Linked DNA regions of Mus musculus: region 2 is linked to region 1. A link is a contact called in public ChIA-PET data. All regions are on one chromosome and are shown on one strand. The core of a region is the stretch at or near the end of the contact, and the rest is flanking DNA. Distances in the headings are between cores, read along the strand shown.

Region 1 (4,530 bases), core at 635-3,134:
CCAGTCTTCCCCATCCTACAGTTAGGTAACGTTCAATGCAAGAGTGAGTTTTAACTACACTTCTTAGTGTGTAATGGACAGAACTTGCTTGGATCAATACTAATTAAACTAAGGAATCCCAGACCAATGCCAAGGTTTCTCAGCAGATAAGCAAGATAAATCTCCCCCAGCACAAGAGAACTTTTTCCACTCAGCTCACCTTAGGAAGGGGGACTAACAACTCAAGGGCAAGAGCAGCGGGCAGCAGGTAAGAGAAGTGAGTGAGCTTCCAGAAGTGCTCAAATAAATAGCTCACATAACTTGCACAACTAGATTCTCAAGTACAGACCACTGGAGCTTCACTCTACAGACAAGGCAGTAGAAGAAATTGCCCAAAGGAGCCAAGGGAACAAATGCTAGAGTCCACGTGTGTCTGTGCCGCCAACAGAGTGCATATGAACAAGGAATTGGCTGGAGTGGCCAGTGGTTCTCTGTCTCGGACATTTAGTCCTAGATAACCCAGGCAGGGTGTGTCCTACTGGGAGACAAGACAGGGATGGATGGCTATACCAAGCACTCTAGCCATTCACCAGTCCAGTCTCTGGCAAGGAGGGGACTGAGGGGGTATGTTTGGAAAGAAATAAAGTGTGATAAATTCTCTCAGAAGTTAAAATCTCACACCATAAGGCCCGTTGAGTATCAGCCAAATACCACAGTAAAATAAGAGAGAATATAATCCAGGATAAAAAGGACCCAGGTGGCAAAACTACATGGATATATGTACATAAAGTAATGGGGTTGGGTTGCAGTGTGTAAAGCAGGTGCCATGAGTGCTACAACTACAATATCGAAGCTAGCCACAGGGACACAACCACCCCCCACCCCACCCCCCACCCCCACACACACACACCATAACCCAGTGTGACAAATCGATATGGACTTTTTCTTATAAAATAGCATTCAAACTTATAGTCCCCGGGGTAGCGACATGGCATCTCCTGGGTTCATGTTGGACATGCCGATCCCAGAGTTCAAATATCACACTAAAATCAGAAGTTTAAAGAGGAAGTGGGCTGAATTCTGTGTAGTAACAAGCCCTCCACATCACTCTGCTGCACACTACATACACACAGCCTGTGAACCACAGTGACAAGAAGACGCTTAAAGAAAAATTGTCACAGGACAAAATCCAATTCCTAGCAACTCCGCAACTATATCTTGAGCGCCTACTAAGCGCTAAGCTTCTCACTTTCGTGGCAAGTAAATGTCAACGAAGTCTGGGACAGCTGTACTATGAAAGTCTTCTCTCCGCACATCTGCTGGAAGCACTGGAAGTCTCCAAGGTACTGGGGAGTTAAGGAGACTGGAGCCTGTAGCAAGCCTAGGTGACCTGACTTCTGGGGAGGCCCCTGCTCTTCACCACTCCACGCTCATCGCCCCAGCTACCTCTGCGTGGGAGCCCACAAGGTCACCGATGTCTGAAGGCTGCCGGCGGAGCCACTCGTAGCCCCTCTTCACCTCTGCCTACTCCAGGGCACGCAAGGTTGGGCCACCCAAGTGGCCAGTCCACACTAAGGACCTCTAGGACACCGAGCGAGAGAGTCACAGCCAAGGGGGCGGGGCACTGCGAGTCACCTGAACCACGTGGTTTCGCCAGCTAGGGTGACAGGGTCACAGGCTCGAGTTTCCTCCCAGCTTCGTCTGGGCGGCAGAGCCTGAGCTCAAACGTCGCGGAGCACATCTGCACCGGACCCACCGCTCTCCACGTCCCGCACAATCTGGCAGCGGGATTGGCCAGGACTCTGTGCGCGGGTGCTACTCACCAGAGGGTAGGGAAGCTGCGCCGCGCAGCCCGGAACCCAAATTCCAGGAAACAGTGCTTTCGCCACCAGAGCGCCTACAGAAGCCGGTGCCGCGAGGCCTGCCGGGATTTGTAGTTCTTTTCTGTTCCTTAGACTAGAGGCCACAGCTGTGGTCCCTGAGCCAGAGGAAAACCTTTCCTTGTCTGCTAAGATACCGACAAAGAATCATACTGAGAATAATTTAAGGAGTCAAAGTATAGATCCATGTTTAATGGATGATGTAATTCTGGATCTGTAGATTTTAAGTAGGCATTAGATTCTAATTAGAATTCTAATGAGTGAGTCAGCTATTCCTGTTGAAACGAAGACCTTGAGAGAAATGAAATGAAACCTTGTTTCAGTGGAGAGAATTGTAGGAGAGGTTAAATATTTCTGTGAAAATTGCCATTATTATACGGAAGCAAAGCGAAGTCTCTGGTTTGACAAAATGCCTATTATCACTATTCATCTGAAATGCTTTGCTGCTACTGGAGTTTGATTGTTATGGTGGTGGACTTTCCAAGACCAACACTCCTTTGTTGATACCTCTTAAGCTGTCACTAGAAGAATGGAGCACCAAGCCGACTAATGACAGCTATGGATTATTTGCTGTTGCAATGCACAGTGGCATTACTATTAGTAGTGGGCACAAACTCTACTGCATCTGTTAAAGTCCCTGGCTTTTAACAGTCTAGAACTCGATGAGGGGAATTTTGTGGTTGACCAGATGTGTGAAATAGGTAAGACAGAGCCACTGAATGAGGAGGAAGCAAGGGGGTGGCTGAAAATTATGACGATGAAGTATCAATTAGATTTGGTGGAAAAGGTTTTGAACAACAACAATAAAAAAAATGTAGAAGGTATTGGACTTCTTGGAGGACAAAAGAGCAAAGCAGACTATGAGCTGTCCAACAAAACATCTAATCCTGATAAGGTGGTTGGGACCCCATTCACTGACAATAGAAATTCTGAAACTAATGATACTAATGGGACCCACGAATCTGACAGGAACGAAGACTCCAGTGACCCAACAGGCGTTAACATGAATGGAGTTGAGAATGAAATTTCCTATGCAGTGCAAAACTTAAAGGAGTATGAGGGGAAGTAGTTGCTTTTTGATGATTCTAAAGCAAAAGTTACATAATAGAAAGACTTTCTGAGTTCTCTTTGCCCTTCTACATCTCCTACATCAACTTCCTACTTGCCATTCTATAAAAAATTATAGTGAGTATATTTTCCCTGTAAATATTAAACAGACACGGACAGATGTTGGTAAAGTTGATTACATCTAAGGGTCTTTAGTTTATCTTTTGAAGCTATTGGATATTATTGGTCTCTCGAGGCTTTTACATACTTTTTACCTATTTTTTAAATACTGAAAACCATGTTGACTTTTTAGAATCATTTTCCTTACTACAGACAAGTGATGGATAAGCTGGGAACCAACTTGTCTAGATTCTAAATGATCCAAAATGGAAACTTGAAACAATTAACACTTTTGGATTTACATGATCTTTTGTGTTTGCTTTTTAAAATACAGTGCTTGTATTTGTATTCTCCATATTTTGGAGTAATTATCTATATGATGGTTATTGGTCTGGCTTTTTCACCCAAGAAACCATTTCATTCAGTATATTTAGTGTTATAATAGCCATGAAGCCAAATCTTTGGGCTGTGTCAGAGACACAAAGTCTAGAATATGTATATTCACAATGGTGTATATTTTGTGCCTTGAATAACTTTGGAAAGTGCCTCAGAAAACCTGGCAATCCCCTCTATCTTCATAAGAATTTTATATGTATTTATGAAGATGACTCTGTACTCTAGTCAATCTTTTTTGGCATGACCAATTTATATCTCTTCATATTCATTCTGTATGATCTGTACATAGTACACCAACTTAGAGGTGTGACTGTTAAGTTATTTAAAAACAAACAAACAAAGCTGGAGGTCAAAAAAATTAAACTGTTTAACAACAACAGCGAGAGAGAGAGAGAGAGAGAGAGAGAGAGAGAGAGAGTTAGCAAGGGCTGGAGAGATGGCTCAGCAGTTAAGAACACTGTTCTTCCAGAGGTCCTGAGTTCAATTTACAGTAACCACAAGGTGTTTCACATCCATCTGTAATGGGATTGGATGCGCTCTCCTGGTGTATATAAGAACAGCTACACAGAAGATGGCCTAGTCAGCCATCACTGGGAAGAGAGGCCGCTTGGTATTGCAAACTTTATATGCTCCAGTACAGGGGAATGCCAGGGCCAAGAAGTGGGAGTGGGTGGGTAGGGGAGCAGGGCGTGGGGGAGGGTATAGGGAACTTTCAGGATAGCATTTGAAATCTATATAAAGAAAATGTCTAATAAAAAATAAATTAAAAAAAAGAAAAAGAAGCCATGAAAAATACAAAAAAAAAAAAAACAAAAAAAACAAAAAAAAAAAAAAACCAAAAAACAAAACCAAAAAGAAAAAAGCAGAAGTGGGTGGGTAAGTGGTAGAGAGGCAGGGGGAAGGGGTATGGGATGGGGATTCTGGAGGGGGGACATGGAAAGGGGATAACATTTGGAATTTAAATAAAGAAAGCATCCAATAAAAGAAAAAATGAAAAAAATAATAATGCAGATCTTATCATCCCTTCGACAATGAGAAAACCACGCTTGAGAATATTAAATAACTCATCTGGGGTCACTGTCTGGTTAGGGACTCAGGTAACTTCCTC
Region 2 (5,086 bases), core at 2,578-5,077, 48 kb before region 1:
TATCTTAGCTACCATGAATACTACATGACATTACAGATGTCTCTTTGCATGATGAATACTTTAGAGTTAATACTACTGACTACTGAACCTTAAGGTAGTCTGATCCAAGCTTCCTGACAAACCTCCACACGGTTTCCACAGCAGATCAGAAAGTGCAAGAGGGGCAGGGAGTGGTGGTGCACACCAATAATCCCAGAATTTGGGAGAACCAGGAAATCTAATCTACATAGCTCGTTCCAGGCAAACCAGGGATACCCAGCAAGATCCTATCTCAAAAGGAAAAAGAAGAAAAAAAAAGTATGGAAAATTCTCAGTTCAGTTCCCTATATTTTTGTCTTTTTGCTAAGGGCCATGTAGTAAGTTCTGGTTTCTTTAAAAACTCAGCTGTGTTATGTGAATATGTTTTTGTTTTAATCCCAAGTGTGGGATATGAGGCTGCTTCAGAGCAGGTGATTATGATTCACCTGGTGCACTAGCAGGGGCGTGATTTTCTCCAGCTACATAGAGTTTCGTTCTGGGGACTCTGGAGAGCCCCAAGAGGACCTGTGCAGGCTGCTGCTCCCCTTGCTGCTCCTGGTTATTATCGTTGTGGTTTGACAAGACGTTGAAGATATCCTGGCAATGAAGAATGGACTTGCCCCAAAGACCCCAATGCCCCTAGTCAGCAGGAAGTAGCCTAAAAAGGTCTCTGTCCCCTTTCCATGATAACCTTCATCCTCTTTTACATAGTGTGAGGGGTTGGAAGGGATGAGGATGGAATGAGGGTTGGAAGGGAGGCAGAGGTATAAGAACCAAATAAAATAGCTTAAAAAATACGCCAACAAAGCACATTCAATTGCTGTGAGATATCTCATTTTCAGGAGGCTGGCTGTGAAGAAGTTGAAGGTTGAAACAGAGTTTTTGCTATCTATCCCAGGCTACTCACTACGTGTCTCAGGTTAGACTCCAACCTGCAGGAATCCCCTTGTCTCAGCCTTCTGCTGGGCTTACAGGTGTGCACCTCCACTCTCAGTGCACATGACTTGAAAGTGCCTTTCCCTAATGAGCAATATTGAGTGTTTTCCTCAAATTCTTATTAGCCACATATATGTCTTCTTTTGAGAACATCTACCTGTTTCTTGTTGGTTTTTATCTTTGTTGTTTTGAGATAGCAACTCACTGGTTGGCCTAGAACTCACTCTGTAGACCAGGCTGGCCTGAAACTCATAGAGATCCTCCTGCCTCTGCCTCCCTAGTGCTGGGACTGAGGGAATATGCCATCACACTTAACTCTTGGTAAATCATATTTTTCTATTGAAGTGGGAGTAGGAATTTTTTGTTCTGTTTCTGACAAACCATAGATATTATTCCTTTGCTGAAGAGACAGCTTGCAGATACTTTCTTCCACTCTGCAGGTGGTCTCTTCAATCTGCTGACTGTTTTCTATGTAGACGCTTTCTTGTTCTGTTTAGTTCTGTTCCTGTCTATGTTTCTGAGGGTTACCTAAGACATCACTGCCCAGGCAAGGGTTCTGAGGCATTTCAATATGGCGTATATCTTTCAGTCCTTACCACGGCCTTATTAATACACAGGTTCTTTGATCACCCCTGACTACAGACAAGGAAACCAAGGCCCCAAAGATCTTACCCAGGATAGCACAGAGCACCTGGGGCTCAAGCAGGACTCCAATTCCAAGTCAGACAGAGTCTCCACTCACCCGACACTCCTCTGCTAGGTGGTTTTGGATAGTGCCTTGAGGGAACCCCTGAGACCATAAGCCAGCGTAGAGAAGACCAGATGACCAGGCAAAGCACAGGAACCTCCCTGGGGAGCCAGTGAAGGCTTCAAGAAAACAGAAGCAAATTCTAGAATAACATTAAAGAACATTTATTAAAACCTACTATATACCAAGTCTAAGTTGGGCACCATAGAAGACTCAGTACTGGAAAGTAATAAACTACAAGTCCTAAAAAGGGCCGCTGATCCTGACTGGGGGACCTGAGGAAGCCACAGAAGGAAGCTTCATAGGAAAGCTGTACATCAGGACCCCATGTGGGATGGGGCTACCCGCTAAAAGGCAGGTGGTGATGGTTAGACACAGCAGTTCAAACAATGAGAACAAGCCCAATGAGCACACGGGGGTTGCAGGGAGGGGTTGAGGGAAGGGATGGGAATGAGAACAGAATGAAACAGGACACATGCAGGAGACAGCTCAGCAGCTAAAAGCACTCGCTACTCTTACAGAGGACCCAGGTTCAGTTCCCAAAACCCATAGAGTGGCTCTCAACCATCTGTATGCCAATTCCAGGGGATCTGACTCCTGCCTCTGACCACTGTGGGCCTAGGCATGCACATGGTGCATATATATGCACGTAGATAAAAGATTCATACACAGAGAAAAGACAGAGGAGCCCTCGAGCAGCCCAGAAGGACAGGCTGTAAGACAGAGAAACGGTTCCCACAGCTCTTGCTCTTTCCACCATGGGGCTCTCTTCACAGACAGGAGAGCCACCTGAGTCAGGCATAGTGGTACATGCCTTAAATCCCAGCCCTTGGAGACAGAGGAGGTGGATTTCTATGAGTTCGAGGCTGGCCTGGTTTACAGGGTGAAACCCAAAACACCCAGAACTACATAGAGAGACCCTGTCTCAAGAAGAAAAGAAAGGACAAAAAAGTTACAATCAACAGAGGGAAGGTGCCGGGAGGCAAGACTGAGCGGTGGGGGAGAGGGGGCCAGGCTGAGCCAGGGCAGAGCTAGAAAACGGCCGGAGCAGAGACTCAGCAGACAACAAGAGGATCAGATTAAGAAGGACGGGGCTAGGGTTGGGGACATCAAAAAAAGGACTATCCAGGCTGTGTGGCCACTACTCGCCTGCCTCTCCTCCAGTGACTAATGGCAGGCCATCCATTGTGGCTGACATTAATGCTTCCCGCCATCCGTCTCCTACTCATTAAATTACCATTTTATGGCCAAAATCTTTCTCTCTCATAATTGATAAAAATCTCCTTTTGATGTTTGGCATTATTGAGGAAAAATGTTTTTTATTCTTCATTATGTTTTTAATATAAATGTATTTTTTTTTTTTATTGAGATCTGCTGGGAAGGCAGGATGAGGACAAGCCAGGAGGAGGGTAATGCTCCCTTCCCCCTCCCCCTGCTTCTTCATCCCAGCTGCATGGCTACCAGATCCTTCTGTTCCATTCCCAGAACACTCACTTGGTGGCCTTCTTAGCGACAATCTGGGAGACAAGATGGGTGCCAGGACAAACAAAGGTGGCATTCAGGCCAGGAGAAGCAGGTCAAAGGACAGCTGAGCCGAACAATGAGATCCTATAGATGACTGCAGGCCAGTGAGGCAGGCTGACCTCAGCAGGCCCGGCCAGAGTATGAACACCAGGGACCAGGAACCAGGGAGCAAGCACCCCCTCCCCACCCCCCAGGGAGAAGGGCTAACACAATTTCTGCACAGGGGGAGCTCAAGAAATACCATGCCTAACAGGAGGTCAGAGAGTACAGTGCTCTAACAGTCCGCCTGAGCTCACCTTCCCAGTCTACAGAAAAAGAAACAGGAAATAGACCGAGGCCACAAAACTACTATTGTATTGATTCAATGCAAACATCAAGGGTCACGTGAAGGTCCCCTCAAGGGCCACATGGAGAACTGAGGTGGTTCGTCTGTGCTCCGTCCTGCCTAGGTCACTGCGCTCAGATACTGGAGTAAATGTTACTATACATGGATTTTCCGTTTCTTTTCTTTTTTTTTTTTTTTGCCTGGGGACTGACGTCAGAGCCAGAGCCTTGAGAAAGCTAGGCAAGCACTCTTCCACTGAGCTACACAGGAAATCCAAAACCCAGCCCCTGGGTTGTAAGACATTGCCTCACCATGTAGACCAGGCTGGCCTCCAACTCTCAATGCTCCTGTCTCCACCTCCACAGTACTGGGACTACAGACCTTCGCATCCAATTTATTAGTAAAACAGGTTGCCCTCCATATGTGAGTGGGCCTCATGCGATCAGATGATATCCCTGAAGCAAGAGGGGATCCTGCCAGCAGATGGCCTTCACGGTTGAACCTGAACTACACTACTGGTTCTTACTAGGATTCTGGCATGACCGCTCTGCCAGTTTTGGACTTGTCAGCCTAGACAATCACATAATCCAGGTTTTAAACAAATCTATCTTTCTACATATCTATAAACATGCATACATCCGAGATACAATACAATCATGTCTCATTTCTTCAGTGTCTTCTGAATAACCCAGAATAACATAGGAATGAAACTGTTCCCAGCCCTAGTGAAGAGGCAAGAGCCCAAGGGAAAAGCTGCCTGCAGGGGACACTTCACCAAGATTTCCGTGAGCCAGCAGCACTTCTGTGCTCCCTGCCCAGACTATCGCTTCACCTACCTCTCCTTCCTTCCTGTCTTTGTTCTGGTGGGTCCTTGTACCCCACAGTGTTGTCTTTCTGGCCAGGACCACCATGTTGAATAAGCAGCTGACATCTTTAGGGCAGGAGTTTCCTATCTTTTCTGAACTTTTGATTCAACCCAGAACAAAACATGACCAATCATCCTCCACGTGCCCCTGTGAGCTCATACAAAAATGAATGTATGTACCTGGTATACAACAGCACCCCTATATCTCTTCTGAATCTCCACAGAAATTCCAGCCTCATGTTCCACGGAGAACACTAAGTCCCTATAACATATAGCACTCATGAAAACACATTGCATCCATCCCTAGCAACTATTAACAACAAAATAAAGTCAATTCTATATCCCTGCACCCCTGGTAGGGGAGTTCAATGACAAAAGACAGACATAAACATGTTTCAGAGGTCACAAACCAAGCAAGGGCTTCCCTTAAGAAAGGCTGGTGTTTCTAGACTCAACTGTAGCCAGTGACGTCATTCTCTTTAACTTCTCCTAAAATTTTAGGGGTGAAGGAGCCTCTGTCCATGGTTTCCATTTTGCTTGCTCTGTTTTCTTTTCCTTTATTTCAGTATAGCCTCACTCACATATCGCAGGCTGGCCTCAAACTCATGATCCCAGCATCTCGAGAACTACGATATGGATGTCCATACCGTGTCTACGTGCTTGGATCATC

The links. ChIA-PET counts read pairs in DNA pulled down with a chosen protein or histone mark.
Region 2: a contact with region 1 is called in an RNA polymerase II ChIA-PET map of memory CD8 T cells, with 22 read pairs. The contact joins the enhancer-like site here to the promoter of Adck1 in region 1. A contact is called at or near these places in 1 of 15 datasets of contacts at CTCF or cohesin (the G1E-ER4 cell line), 1 of 484 Hi-C or Micro-C datasets (CD4 T cells), 3 of 115 datasets of contacts at active chromatin or transcription factors (embryonic stem cells, large pre-B cells and memory CD8 T cells) and 1 of 9 other capture datasets (liver).

Annotation. Positions count from the first base shown.
Region 1 is chr12:88,357,868-88,362,397 of GRCm38.p6, reverse strand. Adck1 (aarF domain containing kinase 1) reads right to left here and starts at 1,884. Exons shown (of 11, transcript NM_001277297.1): 1 at 1,803-1,884. It also overlaps the pseudogene Gm5655.
Region 2 is chr12:88,407,057-88,412,142 of GRCm38.p6, reverse strand. The region is part of intron 4 of Adck1 (aarF domain containing kinase 1); the gene reads right to left. Among named protein-coding and RNA genes, the nearest start is that of 3200001D21Rik, 32 kb to the right of the region's middle. Within about 2 kb of position 3,827, at least 45 of the 459 cell types and tissues checked have an H3K27ac peak or open chromatin away from gene starts, as enhancers often do. A contact at or near this core is called in memory CD8 T cells, where this site is marked.